3 separate regions of the Mus musculus genome follow, and all the other regions are linked to region 1. Evidence: chromatin contacts called from public HiChIP or PLAC-seq data. All regions are on one chromosome and are shown on one strand. Each heading gives the region's core, a stretch centred on a gene start, on an enhancer-like site or on the middle of the called end of the contact. The rest is flanking DNA. Distances are from core to core; before and after follow the strand shown.

Evidence for each region. HiChIP or PLAC-seq counts read pairs in DNA pulled down with a chosen protein or histone mark.
Region 2: a contact with region 1 is called in an H3K27ac HiChIP or PLAC-seq map of bone marrow-derived dendritic cells, with 2.1 times the contacts expected there. The contact joins the promoter of Abl1 here to the enhancer-like site in region 1. A contact is called at or near these places in 2 of 484 Hi-C or Micro-C datasets (CD8 T cells and the N1E-115 cell line) and 6 of 115 datasets of contacts at active chromatin or transcription factors (bone marrow-derived dendritic cells, bone marrow-derived macrophages, craniofacial prominence and 3 more).
Region 3: an H3K27ac HiChIP or PLAC-seq map of bone marrow-derived dendritic cells shows a contact between it and region 1, with 2.1 times the contacts expected there. The contact joins two enhancer-like sites. A contact is called at or near these places in 3 of 115 datasets of contacts at active chromatin or transcription factors (bone marrow-derived dendritic cells and embryonic stem cells) and 2 of 9 other capture datasets (adipose tissue and embryonic stem cells).

The regions. Positions count from the first base shown.
Region 1 is chr2:31,440,519-31,445,122 of GRCm38.p6, forward strand. It overlaps Hmcn2 (hemicentin 2), which reads left to right. Exons shown (of 98, transcript NM_001370902.1): 86 at 4,556-4,604. Among named protein-coding and RNA genes, the nearest start is that of Ass1, 27 kb to the right of the region's middle. Within about 2 kb of position 2,208, at least 141 of the 459 cell types and tissues checked have an H3K27ac peak or open chromatin away from gene starts, as enhancers often do. A contact at or near this core is called in CD8 T cells, the N1E-115 cell line, bone marrow-derived dendritic cells and 2 more, where this site is marked.
Region 2 is chr2:31,757,181-31,761,784 of GRCm38.p6, forward strand. Abl1 (c-abl oncogene 1, non-receptor tyrosine kinase) reads left to right here and starts at 2,759. Exons shown (of 11, transcript NM_009594.4): 1 at 2,759-2,935. The coding sequence starts at 2,857.
Region 3 is chr2:31,178,220-31,182,823 of GRCm38.p6, forward strand. Gpr107 (G protein-coupled receptor 107) reads left to right here. Exons shown (of 18, transcript NM_178760.4): 9 at 35-168. Among named protein-coding and RNA genes, the nearest start is that of Gm22516, 9.2 kb to the right of the region's middle. Within about 2 kb of position 2,707, at least 38 of the 459 cell types and tissues checked have an H3K27ac peak or open chromatin away from gene starts, as enhancers often do. A contact at or near this core is called in bone marrow-derived dendritic cells, where this site is marked.

The sequences.
Region 1 (4,604 bases), core at 958-3,457:
CTCAGAGTACAGGGGTTACAGGCCTGCTCCACCACAATATATTCTGCTTGGGAGATTGAACCCAAGGCTGTTTGCATGCTATGCTAATGAAGCATTCTAACTGCGAGCTACAGGCCTGCTGAGGGTGAGCTACAGGCCGGGGCGGCTATAGGCCCAGCCCTTGGAAGTCAGAGAACAAATTTGGGGAGTTGGTTCTCTCTCTGTCTTGTAAACTCTAGGCTGACTGGCCTGCAGGCTTCTAGCTGATCTCACCAGAGGAATGCTGGGCCTGAGGCTGATGTAATGTATCAATCCTGAGGCTCTGCACTTCTCCTCAGCCCGCCCTGGGTTTTTATAACTTGATATTATGCCCTGTGGCCTCACTAGCTTGTTTTGTTGTTGTTTGGTTTTTTGGTTTTTCAAGACAGGCTTTCTCTGTGGCCCTGGCTGTCCTAGAACTCACTCTGTAGACCAGGCTGGCCTTGAATTCTGAGATCTACCTGCCTCTGCCTCCCGAATGCTGGGACCAAAGGCGTGCGTCACCACCTCCTGGCTGACAGCTTGGTTTTGAATTCTGGTGGATTTCACGTAGCTTCTGCAGGGTTGTCCCGGAGTGGGCTCTTCCGTGTGTCACATATGAACAGAGTTCTCTTCTTTCCTGTCCATCCTTTGGCGACTGTGCCTCACCCTGCTTGCTGACTCAGCAGCCACCCTAGAAAGCCACCGTCCTCACCAGCCTACCTAACTACAGTTTTGGTGGAGAGCATCCATCCTGTCTGTCTGATGTGAGGACAACTGTCTGTCCTGCCCAGGGCTCCCTTTATTCTCAGTTTGTCAGGCTCTTTTGTGAAGGATGGGGTAGACCTGATAATAGACGAAGCTGAGTGTGTCCCATGCTTACTCAGAACAGCCAGAAACCTTCATATGGCAGCAGAAAAAAAAAAAAAAACCTGAAGGGAATAGTAAGGGAGACTGAGGCTCTCAGGCCCAGGCCCAGGCCCAGGCCCAGGCCGTGGGCACCTCTACTGACTGTCAGGTGCGGCTGAGAGTTATAGCTATGATCTCACAAAACATAACCGACAGGAAGCCCAACAAAAGCTCCTTCTCTTTTCTCCAACCAAAAGAAAGACTGTAGGATGGAGGAGATGGCTCAGGGGGTAAAGGTGGGTTGCCATGGAGATGATAGTCTGAGTTCAATTGCTAGGACCTGTGTGGTGGAACCTACATACACACACACACACACACACACACACACACATAAGCACACTCACGCACATGCGCGCGCACACAGTAAATACACATACAACATATACACATGCACTCTCACCACTACCACCACACAACACACACACATATACATGCACAACACACACACACACACAACAGACAACATGTACACATTCACCATCACCACTACCATCACACAACATACAACACACATCACACACACAAAATATATTTTAAACATTTAACTCTGTGTGTGTGTGTGTGTGTGTGTGTGTGTGTGTGTGTGTGTGTGTACAGTAAAGGGGCTGTAGAGTCCAGAGTGGGAGTTTACAGGCAGTTATGAGTCGTGTGAATTCTGGGAACCAAACCCATCCCTCTGCAGGAACAGTTTGCAGCCTTGACCACTGAGCCATCTCTCCAGCCCCTAAATAAATGAATGTAATTTAAATTAAAATTTTAAACCAGGGAAAGAATGAGCAGAGGATGAGGCAGGAAGATAAATTGCTAGGACAGTCATCTTGCTCCAGTTTCCGTGGGAATCACTATGTACAGCCTGCACCATGCATAGATGAGTTCCCTGATACCCTGAACAGGGACCATCACTGTCCCCAGGGTCAGGCCTAATGAGGACACAGGACTAGCCCCACTTCTCTCATGAGGGAACCCTCTCTCTACGGTTAGTGGGAGCCCTACTGGGAATCCTGAAGACCCCAGCTGCCCAACTATGGTGCTGAGCCCCTCTAGTGTTCTAGGGTGTCAACAGAGGCCTGCGACGAGCAGGCCTGACAGTGCTGGCTATGTCTTCTCTCCCCGTGGAGGAGGGAGGCTGGTGCGAGACCACATCCATTACACGCTGCTGGAGTCATGCTGTTTCAGCTGCAATGGGAACTCTCTGGCTCAATCAGGAACCAGGAAATGATCAGCCTGAAGGCACAGTGACAGCCAGCCCACACAGGAGAGAGCACAGACATATGACTCAGCAGCCAGAAGGTCTGAAACTACTTCATCAGACATTGTAAGCATGACAGAAGACCTGGAGCTGAATTTCAGCCTCAGGTGGCTGTAGAGTGGGTCACTGATCATCCATCTCTGGTCTTCCTCTACCCACATCTTTCCCTCTACCAGAGCTGAAGGGAGCGGCCAGCCCACGTCTCCTCCACACCCTCCTTGCTGTTGTTAAAGTTCTGCCAGGTTCTCTGGACTCCTCAGCCAGGCTCTGGAGTGGCCATTTGACTCCTCCGGTTTTCTTCCCCTGTGTACTTCAGCCCCTGGAATTGTCTCCTCTGCCACCGACTTGCAGGGGGGCCCTGGTTATAGAAAGCTAGTGGCTTTCGCAGCTGGCCTGTGGGGATGCCATGTGGGATGGGGGTGAGGAGCAGGGTAAGCAGAGCCCTGGGCAGTCCAGCAGGCTGACACTGTTGTCAGCCACGGTTCTGGAAATCTGTTGTGTGTCGTCGGATCTTTGGCTATCTTCTTGGGCCCTGAAATAATATTTGTCAATTCCGCTGAAGTTTCATACTTTCTGAGGGAGGAGGGCTTGTGGAGGACCGCTTTACTCAGCCATGGCTGCCGGGTGCTTCCACACTCTTGTTTCATTCTAATTTTTTAAGATGTAAAACGTTTTATTTTATGTGTGAGAACTCTCTCTCCAGCCCTTGACCTTCATCTAAATGGAATCCAGGTGCTAGGACAAGCTTGGTGGCAGAGCACTTCTCTAGTTGAGTATGTTGTGGCCCAGGGTTCTACCTCCAGCTCCACTAAAAGCAGAAAGAAGCTATGACTGGGACCGTGTTACCGCTCCGGTCCTTCACACAGCACTGTGACACCGTCCATGCTGTCACATTGCTGATGTTGCTTCCGTGCTCCCCAGTGGATTCTTTCCAGTTTGGGGGATTTTGAGCAGCTTGGCAGGGAGATTCATATTGCTGAGGAGCACACCTGCATTTCTGTTGGGATGAATCCCACAGCTGAGTTGTGAGGTCACACAGCACACAGCTTTCGTAGAACTGGCTGTAGTGAGCTGAGACCCTCAGGAAGTTCTCAGGAGTCTAGCTCTTTATCCCCTTCAGACAGGGTCTGTTACTGAAACTGGAGCTATACTGGCAGGCAGCAAGCCCCGACAATCCTCTTTTCTCTGCCCTCCACAGCGCTGGGTTACAGTTACAGGCAGGCACTGCCATGACTGGTGCTTTTTAAAATAACACTTTAATTCTTTGAGAATTTGATCCAATGTGTCTTAATCATGTTCCCCCGCTCCTCCTGCTAACTCCTCTGAGATCACCTTCCCACCCACTCCTAACTTTGTGTTCTTTTTGTTTTGTTTTGTGGTTTTTGTTGTTGTTGTTGTTTTGTTTTGTTTTTGTGGAGTTTTTTTGTTTTGGTTTGTTTTGGTTTGGTTTTTCAAGACAGGGTTTCTCTGTGTAGCCCTGGCTGTCCTGGAACTCACTCTGTAGATCAGGCTGACCTTGAACTCAGAAATCCTCCTGCCTCTGCCTCCCAAGTGCTGGGATTAAAGGCGTGCACCACCACTGCCCAGTGTTCTTTTTGCTTTTTATACGCCACAGAGTCTAATTTGTGCCATACGTATACTATAGTCCTGGGAGTGGGGTATGGGGCCACCTGATGGAGCAAGATCGTCCTACTGGGGCCACATCTTTAAAGAAAACTTATTCTCTAGAAGCCATCAGCTGTCAACAGCTCCTGGGGGAGGGGGCTTGTAAACTCACCCTGGGTCTGTGTTCAAATATTGAATGGTTTGATCCCATTGGGGTCTTAGAAGCAACCGAGGACTGGTGAAAGCTTATGACCTCAGCAGTCCTGTCAAATCCAGAACACATGTTTACTCTGGCTCTCCCTGACTTCTGGCCCTTACAGACTTTCTGCCCTGTGTTCTGTGATGGTCCCTGAGCCTTGGAGTGGGGGTGTGGGGGCAGTATGGATGTCTCACTTTTGTCTGATTAAAGTGTAGAGAATAAGTACCCGTGGAGTGCACACCTGGCATCTTAAACATAGGTGGTGAGAATCTGAATTCAGGTCCTCATGCTTGCATAGCTAGTACTCTTACTGAGCCACATCCCAAGTTCTTAGTGATATCATCTTGGAGTGGGAGTGGAGGGCACCATCAAATGTGAGGCAGCATCATGGAGGAAAAGCAGCAGTGTTGGCACATAACGGTGGTCTCCTGGGAAAAGCATGTCCCTCATGTGTAAGGCAGTGAAGAGGCCACCAGCTGTGGGGCAGGAATGTGTGTGGCTCTCACATCCTTCCCACCTTCTGGTGTTTTCTAAATGAGCACAGATCAGTGGAATAGACAAGACTCTCCCTAAAACCTGCCCCACTCCTCCCTCAGGTGCCCCAGTGTTCCAGGTGGAGCCTCAGGACGTGACAGTGAGGTCCGG
Region 2 (4,604 bases), core at 1,509-4,008, 320 kb after region 1:
GCCCAGACAGAGCTTAGGTGTCAAGTTCAAGCATGAAATACACTTTCAACACTGATCAGGTGACCTCTTTTATTTTGTTATATTAATTGTATGGGAGGGGAAGTATGAAACTGTCCAGAATTCCCAAGTTGCTTTGAGGTCTCTGAGCACCTTGGTTGTATGGTGCAAGCCTGTAGATTTCCCAGATGACAGCACATAGCACATAAACCTGGGTCCTCTTATCTACTTCTCTTCTGCTTCTCCTGTTACCTTTTTTGTTTTGTTGTGCTTTGAGGTGGCGTCTCATTGTATAGCCCTGGCTGGCCTAGAGTTTTGTCTGTACTCTAGACTGGCTTTGAATTTGCAGCAGTGCTCTGCCTCTGCCTCTGCCTCTGTCTCCCAAGTGCTGGAATTACAAGCATGCACCCAGTGCCTGGCCCATCAGTGGCTTTTCTCCTCTAGGCTGCTTTAGAGGGCAGTCCTTCTGAGGCTGTTTGCTTGTACACAGCACTCTTCTCATCCTGCAAGAGTTCAAAAGCTATTGCTGGAAAGAACAGTTGAGTCTTTTGTGTTTGTGTGCATCTTGGCAATGGCTCCCATGATTGCTGCTGCTTGAGTGTGGTGCCTGTTGATGAATAGTTTTATGTCTAAATTGTAAAGAATCTGGACAATTTATAAGCATTACTCACTTTGAGAGGATTTTAGAGGATAAGGTCATTGCCATAAAAGCAGACCATTAGTCGTTGTCATTAGCTTTTAAAAACAAGCTTACATCCTATCGTGAAGTCCAGCACATGTGAATAAATGTCTGACTTGTATTAAAGAGTATTCAAGGATGTGGTTAGAATTTCAAAATGCCTTTTAATGTGTAGTTCTTGGCATTAAGCTGTCAATCTGTATGTAACCCTGTGATCTGATATGCTGTATGATTGACTTCATTATAATCTGACCCTTGAACTTTGTGAATGGCAGCAGAGCAGGCAGCACCGCAGCATTTGTGTACTGGTGGCACCCCTCAGTGTTACAGTTGGCATCATTTGTGTACTGGTGGCACCCCCTCAGTGTTACAGTCGGCATCATTTGTGTACTGGTGGCACCCCTCAGTGTTACGGTCGGCAGCATTTGTGTACTGGTGGCACCCCTCAGTGTTACGGTCGGCAGCATTTGTGTACTGGTGGCACCCTCTCAGTGTTACGGTCGGCATCATTTGTGTACTGGTGGCACCCCTCAGTGTTACGGTCGGCATCATTTGTGTACTGGTGGCACCCCTCAGTGTTACGGTCGGCAGCATTTGTGTACTGGTGGCACCCCTCAGTGTTACGGTCGGCATCATTTGTGTACTGGTGGCACCCCCTCAGTGTTACGGTCGGCATCATGGAATCATGGAGAGGTTGGCAGGATCAAGACAGCGCTAGTCAGCATGTGGGCTCTCACAGAAAATGGTCTCCCAGGATCAGGAAAGTATCCAGTTGGTACCCTTGCCTCCTGGGCACTCTGGTCCTTTTCTCCAGGAGATTGAATGGCGTGAGTTCTGAAAGTCCCCTGGGTACTTGTGAGGCCTGTTCTGGCAGCAAAGTAGGTCCACTTGGCTTCAGACACATTTTTGGCACAGACACATTTTTGGGTTGATTAGCACGAAAAGTGTGTGACATCCTGGCTGAGAGGCCTGTCACAGGCACAGTCATGGCACTGTTTTTTTTTTTTTTTTCTTTTGCTTTTCGAGACAGGGTTTCTCTGTATAGCCCTGGCTGTCCTGGAACTCACTCTGTAGACCAGGCTGGCCTCGAACTCAGAGATCCACCTGCCTCTGCCTTCTGAGTGCTGGGATTAAAGGCGTGGGCCACCACGCCCGGCAGGTGATAACTTTTGTCATGGATCTAGCTATCCGGTACAGTCTGCTTAGAAGCCAAGAGACCAAACTTTGGAACCAGGCAGACCCTGACTGAGTTGAGTCTTCTGGTTTCCACCATGTGACCTTCTGGAGTGTCTGTTCTCACATGAAGAATCTGGGTCATGATATAACTTTCCTCACAGGATTAGGTGCACGCACCCTCTGGGTACCAAGGCACATGGAGCACTTCTCAGAGAACCATCCTGGGACAGTCAGCTCTTCAAGTGCAAGGATGGGGACCAGACTTTTAGTTATGTGACATTATTTCATAAGTTTATTTTTCCCTTGTCATTGGAACTTGGGTGAGTTTTTATTAGATTTGTTGTAGTTGGGGTCCTTGTTTCCCACCAACTTAGTGCCAGTAGTCCACTGCTGTGACCATTGCTTAGTTAAAATCTTGTTGGTAACCTCGAGCTAGCGTTTAGGAAAACAAAAACTCACCGTGAAATGGATTCAAACATTACCTGTGGCACCAAAAACAGGGGAAATTCTTGTAAAAATGAGGTCAGGAAGGACCGCCATTCCAGCCCACAATGAACACGCACCATAGAGACATTTCCCTAAGCTTAAACTCACAACTCCAGGTCTAAATGGGTGGTTGGACCCGCGTCCGGTATTCGGTATTCCTGTGGGTTCCAGCCCTGACTGTTCACATTCCTCAGATACCCACTTTAGGTTTAATCACAGTCGCTCCCCGAGACCAGTCCTGGTAACTTGAGAGGAATTTGCATTTCCACCGACCTTCCCGGACACGCGGCAGGGGCAGGGGCTACGCCAGCGCAGCTACGCAGCTGGGGAGGGCGTGGAGCCTTCCCTTGGCCTGGAAGGGGTTAAGGGACGGCTGGGGCGGGGCGCTGGGCCCTTTGTTACCGGCCTAGGCGGGAGGCGGGAGGCGGGACGCGGGCCTGGGCGCGGGCCTGCTGGGAGCGCGGCCTGGCGGGGCTGGGGGCCCGGGGTGGTGGGGCCTTCGCCGTGGCCACGGGACCATGTTGGAGATCTGTTTGAAGTTGGTGGGCTGCAAATCCAAGAAGGGGCTCTCTTCGTCCTCCAGCTGCTACCTGGAAGGTAAATCCTGGCCTGGGCGCGGGGCCCACCAGGACTGTCCTGCCCGCCCGTGCCCTGTGTGTTCTAGGTCCCCAGTCTTCTCCCTCTGAGGCCTCTGCGGGTGCTGGTGGCTCATTCGGACTTCCAGAAAGAGAGAGAGAGCCGCGGCTTTGGCGCTGGCGGGGCCCAAGCGCATAGTGTGGCTCCTGCCCAGAAAGTTTGAAAAAGTCAGTGCCACAGGCCTTAAGGTCCTTGTGAGCCCACGTTGTGGTGTTTCCACTGCCAACTGGGAATTGTATGTCACAAAGGTGGACCTACACCAAGTGCCGCGTACAAAGGGATCCCGCTCTACCATTTATGGGTACAGAATTTCATGTGAACTTTCCACCCCCACCCCCACCTTTCTGCAGACCATGAAGAGGTCTTGGGGATTGTCTCTTTTTAGAAGAGAAAGAATGGTTTTGCTTGTATTTCCAGGAGTTTTGAGAGCTTCCAGTTTGATGCTTGGTGAGGGAGCCCCTCATGTTTTGTTCTTTGCATAAACTTAGAGCCAGGAGCCTGTTGCTTTTGCCTGCTTTACCCTGCTCCTCCAATTCCATGCCTCCTTCCTGTTGTCTTTAGTGTTTGGGTCTAAAAGGATGGCAAGGGAAAAGGGTGAGTGGTGAGTGCTGGGGACTCGGCTGTGGCCAGGCCTGTTAGAGTATAGCTGACCTTTGTGGGGACTGCTGCCTTCTTCAGAAGGGCAGAAGCACTCACAGATGTGTGGTGCCCTGGCTTTTCTGGCTGTTTCATGTAAGAGTTAAGATAGGAGTAAAAATGTAAAGTTTTCTTCAGAGCAATTTGGATTTCTACTGTTTTGAATTGTAAAGAATTGAAGGCTTTTCAATATCTAACCTGCTTCCCCGACCCCCCTTCCAAGTCTTTGACTCAAAGACCTACAGGGCCCCACATGACCCAGCTCAGACTTAGGTGCCCAGCTCGGGTAGAGGATGTTCTCCCTTTGCTAGAAGGGAGTATAAGGGACTTCGCTATAAGTCACAGTAAGATTTCAGCCCCTCCGGGGATTTCAGGGCCTGGATTCCTGAGAGGAGCTTGGTGTGGATGGCATGAGCTCAGGGCCTACCACTTAGAGGGAGGGAGATGGTTTATTTGTCCCCAGAGTTGGCATCTGAGCGGCCAGAATCATCCTCAGTTAATGCGTTGCTTATTTTTTCCAAGTTGCTCCACACTCTCCGCACATTTCTCCTCCCCATCTGTATCCAGTTAGTGAGAGGCACTATCTCCATTTTGAGCCGCTGGAGGCGGAGATGAATGGACTTTTGTAACTGCAGAGTTGGGGCATGTCACAGCTTTGCTAAGGTATCAGCTTGTTCCTGGGGTAATGTGGGATTTAGTGCAGAGCTGTTGGTTTAATTCTTGTTTTAGAAGGGGGAAAAAATCCATTCTTATTCCAGCATAATCCTTAAGGTGAATTCTAGCATTGCCAAGTTCCAAAGGAGTGCTGTCCTCACTTGGGTTTTGTAGGCCTTCTCCAGGAAGGTGTCTCTCTAGGAGCTCTTTCTGTTCACTGAGTTCAAAAAGGTAGACGGAATTCTTGTTGTGTAGCTGACGGAATCAAGCTAGCCTCGGTGTAATTATGTCTTGAAGACGGAAGTGCTGTCTGTCTCTGGGGAAGAGAGCTGTTGCCAGA
Region 3 (4,604 bases), core at 1,457-3,956, 260 kb before region 1:
TTTCTAAGGGGGACGCACCTTATGTTGGTTTCAGATTGCTATCACAGAGAAGAACCCTAACAGCTACCTCTCTGCCGGGGAAATCCCTCTCCCCAAGTTATATGTTTCCATGGCCTTGTTCTTCTTTCTGTCTGGGACCATTTGGATTCACATCCTTCGTAAGAGAAGGTAAGTGCTTGAGTGTGTGGAGAGCTGCAAGATTTCATCCTCCTGGATTTTGCCCCTGGGGGAGGTGGCACTGAGCAGCCCTGCTCTCTTCTAGGGTGTCTTCCCTGAGACCCAGAGGCTAGGCAGGAGCCTCTAGTGAGAGGCTCTGCCTACTGTGCTGTTGGCTCACTCTTAGTGTTTTGTTTAGGAAGCAGGTCCAGATGTTAAATACACAAACAGCCCAAACACACAGTGTCACCCTTGCAGAGAGGCTGAAGCCCAGGATGGTACCTTGTAAGAGATGCCCATCTTTTTTTTTTTTTAAAGATTTATTTATTCATTTATTTTATTTTTTAAGATTTATTTATTTATTATATGTAAGTACACTGTAGCTGTTTTCAGACACTCCAGAAGAGGGCGCCAGATCTTGTTACCGATGGCTGTGAGCCACCATGTGGTTGCTGGGAATTGAACTCAGAACCTCTGGAAGAGCAGACAGTGCTCTTAAGCACTGAGCCACCAGCTCCAGGAGACACCCATCTTGAGAGGAGTTAGTGATGACGTCAGTCGCTGTCCCAGTGGAAGCTTAAAGCTTCCAGCTCTGAAGCATCGGCCGAGAGCCTCCCTGGACTCTCTCTGTTGACCGCCAGGAGCTTGACTCTGGGAAAAACCCATTTGGAATCCATCTGCCTTTCACCAGGACCCTTGTCCCAAAACCCTCTCTGTTGCTGAGGGACGTGGCTGTGTAGGTATGAATTCTGTCTCCTTGCCCAGAAATCTTAGAACAAAATAGTGTAAGACATTTTTACATTAAAAGGCCTCTAGACTTGGGATATGCAAAACCATGTTACCCAAGACTCACATGATAATCAAGTGCCCCAGACACCTCTCCCTGGAGCACCGGGGCAGAAGCTGAAGCCCTGGGTGTCTTGATTGCATTTTAATGGACACTCAAGAGTCTTGGATATGGGTCCTTTTAAAAGGATGTTCCATGCTGTCAGGATCATTTAGTGGGTAAAAGCCCTTGCTACCTAGCCTGATGACCTGAGTTCAGTGCCCTGGTTCCACATGATAGAGGAGAAAACTGACCTGACTCCGGCAAGTTGTCCTCTGGCCTGCACTGTGCACCACGCACGACTCTGTCCCAGGCACACCTTGCCTGTGACCTCCAGTTGCCCCTCTTCACCATGCCTGTTCCTCAGCTGCAGCCCTGGAGCAATGGTAATTGCCCTTCTTCCTGCCGAGCCTCTCACGTCTGTCTTTGCACCAGGATGCTGTGCAGTGAGTACTCGTGGACCTGCTCGCTTGCCCACACTCCCAGGTGTTTCCTTTGCTTTTACTCAGCAGTGGCAGTGTCACTGCCTCGGCTCCCTTTTCTAAGATGGTGGTTAAGAGGGCTGATCTATTTTGTGCCAGTCATGTTTTTAACTGTGAGTGGATGTGTACATATCCAAAAAGATGCAAATTAAGGCATCCCATGTAACAGCCAGTGAATGCTGGTAGACTGGAAGTATGTATTTTACATGTAGGAGGTGTTTAAGACGCTTGCTAGGGCTGAGAAGAATGAGACATCTTTGTCACATAAATGTACTGAGGCCCAGAGAGTGGAAGTGAGAGATAGACACTTACCTGACTGAGCTGGGGCTGGAGGCCAGGGCTTCCTGCTGGTGCTTGTCTCTCCTCTCAGGTTTATATGCTGTGCACCCAGAGTGGGAGCAAGCAGTGCTGGATGCAGGGTGAGAGGCAGTGCTTGCAGGTTGGCTGCTTTTCAGGGGAGGTGGAGCTGTGCCACTTCAGAGATGAAGGTCATCAGGGCCAAATCAATCAAGGCTGGGTCGTCGTGACTTCCGAGCCTTTCATTGTCCCAGCATGGGTGTTTAATTGAGGACCGAAAGTCAAACTGGCCAGGATGTGAGTGTGGCCTTTTCCAGTGGGCAGTGTTGTATTCTGGGAAAAGCCACTGCCATTCAATAGTAGACTGCTCTGGCAATGGCTTCCCTTTTGACCTTCAGTGAGGAGTCACCAGAACAGGAAAGTACCCAGGAGATAAACAAGAAGCCCAGTGTACGTCAGGCTGTGTATGGTCTCATCATCTCTCTATTCGTGCTCCTTTCCCAACTGACCATCCCCCACTACTTCCTGTCCCTCGCCCACTTCTCAACCACAGAAAGTCACCCCAATATGCTGAATATATTGTTTGGGACATTTGTATATTCTCGTAAGTAATGTCTGCGGTTCGCTTGGTTTTTGTTTTATGTATGTTTTAAATGTATAGAAAGTGTTGTCTGCAGATATAACTGTTTAAAATCAGTGACACTGCCAGGTAGTGGTGCACATGTTTAATCCCAGCACTTGAGAGGCAGAAGCAGGTAGATCTCTGTGAGTTCGAGGCCAGTTTGATTTACTTAGTGAGGACAGCCAGGGCTGAACAGGGAAACCCTATCTGGAAAAAATATAAATTAGTGACACTTTTCCCATCAGCTGTTCTGCTGTCTGCATCCTGATGGCTGATTTTAGCCACACCTCCATGTTCCATGGGCTGCATCCTCATGGGTTCCTCTGCTGTCCTGAGAGACAGGAGTACATGCAGTTGCCAGCTGCAGTCTATATGCTACTGCAGAGTACTGGAATAGCCTTGTCTCCTACTTCTGAGCTCTCCTAGGGACCTGTCCTTTGAAAGTTTCCTTGAATGTTGTCAGATTGCCCACCTCGTGGCTGCACCACTTTCTACTTTGTCTGGGAGCTGAGCTCTGTCACCATCCTCTCACTATAAGTGGCCTCTTGATGTGAGCCAGTCTGGTGTGTATAAACTGTTGGGGTAGTCTGTCTTCTCAGTGTCCCCACTGGGGACTCTCATTGCAGGCTTCTATTGCTTACGTATTGGATTTTCTCATTGTCTAGCTGTTCTACATGAGCAAAAGTCTTCTGTGTTCCTTGTCTGGCTACACATGCAAGTCTTGTCTCCAGTCATTATGGTCATTAGGCTAGTCAGCAGTGTGTGTTGTTGAATGAAAGTTTTGACTGTGATAGAGCCCCACCATCTAATTTCATCTTTGGGGCCATGCTGCTTGGGTCCTAGGGGCCCTTTGTGATCCCAGGTCACAAGGCAAGTTTCATTCACAGCCGAGCTCATCTGGAATCGCCCGAAAGTGAATCGAAGATAGTGAGCCCAGCTTTACTTCCCTCCTCCTCCTCCTCCCCCTCCTCCTCTTTTCCTTTCTTTCTTTTTTTAGAGGGAGGAGTTGGTTTCTCAAGACAGGGTTTCTCTGTGCAACCCTGGCTTCCTGGAACTCCCTCTGTAGACCAAGCTGGCCTCAAACTCAGAGATCCACTGCCTGTAACCTCGAGCTTTTCCACCCACACTCAAGTTCACAAAAGAATGACACTGAGATTTAGGGTTTCAGTGCCTAGGCCGATAGCTTTGGCTTGTTCCCCAGCTAGCTCATAACTTAACTACCCATTTATTGTATTCTAAATCCTGCCTTGTGCTTGGTTACCTCTCCTTGGTTACATGCTACAGTCCCCTTCAGTGTTCCAGGGTGTATATCTCCCCAACCCCCAACACCCCCCAACACCCCCCACACCTCACTATCCCAGAATTCCTCTCTCTGTACCGGACCTTCCACCTCACTATTTCCTGCCTAAGCTAATAGACCAACAGCATTTTATTGACAGGTGATCCTTCCATACATTGCACAAGAGATTCTCTCTACCTGCTTCTGCCTTCCAATCGCTGGGATCAAAGGTGTGCACCACCACTGTGCGGCTGCTTTACTCTCTTCTAGGTGTCGGTTCCAGAGGATTGTTTTTAAGATTTATTTATTTATTGTGTATAAGTACATTGTAGTGTCTTCAGACACTCCAGAAGAGGGAGTCAGATCTTGTTACAGATGGTTGTGAGCCACCATGTGGTTGCTGGGATTTGAACTCAGGACCTTCAGAAGAGCATTCAGTGCTCTTAATGACCGAGACATCTCTCCAGCCCCCCCCCCCCCATGGTTTTTTTTACCACTGTAGTCACTAAGTAGTCTGTCCTTTCCCACCAAGCTGGACTGGCTTCCTCTTCCATCAAGCTTGTGTACGTGTGTGGGTCTTCCTTCTGCACTGTCGTATCTGCCACACTGCTTCACTCCCCTTGGAGATTAATGTCCTGCTCCTGTTTCATGTACTTATTACTGTGCTATTCCAGCGTCTTCATGTGTGACGGTGTGCACACGTCCTGTGCTCTGTGTACTTTAAGAGTCTTATTTGTCCTTGAGTTCCTTCCTACAGGAGTCGGGGTGGACATAGAAGGAAGGATGTAATACCTGGAGCTCAAGGGTGGCCTAGAGCCCGGGAGAGCCACCAGGCTGCTCAGTGGGGAGGAAGGGCATGATGTCAGTACTTCTCCTCACCTGTCACCGCAGCCAACTCCCAGGCCGTCTGTGCTGGGCTCAGACATCCTCAGATACAGCTCA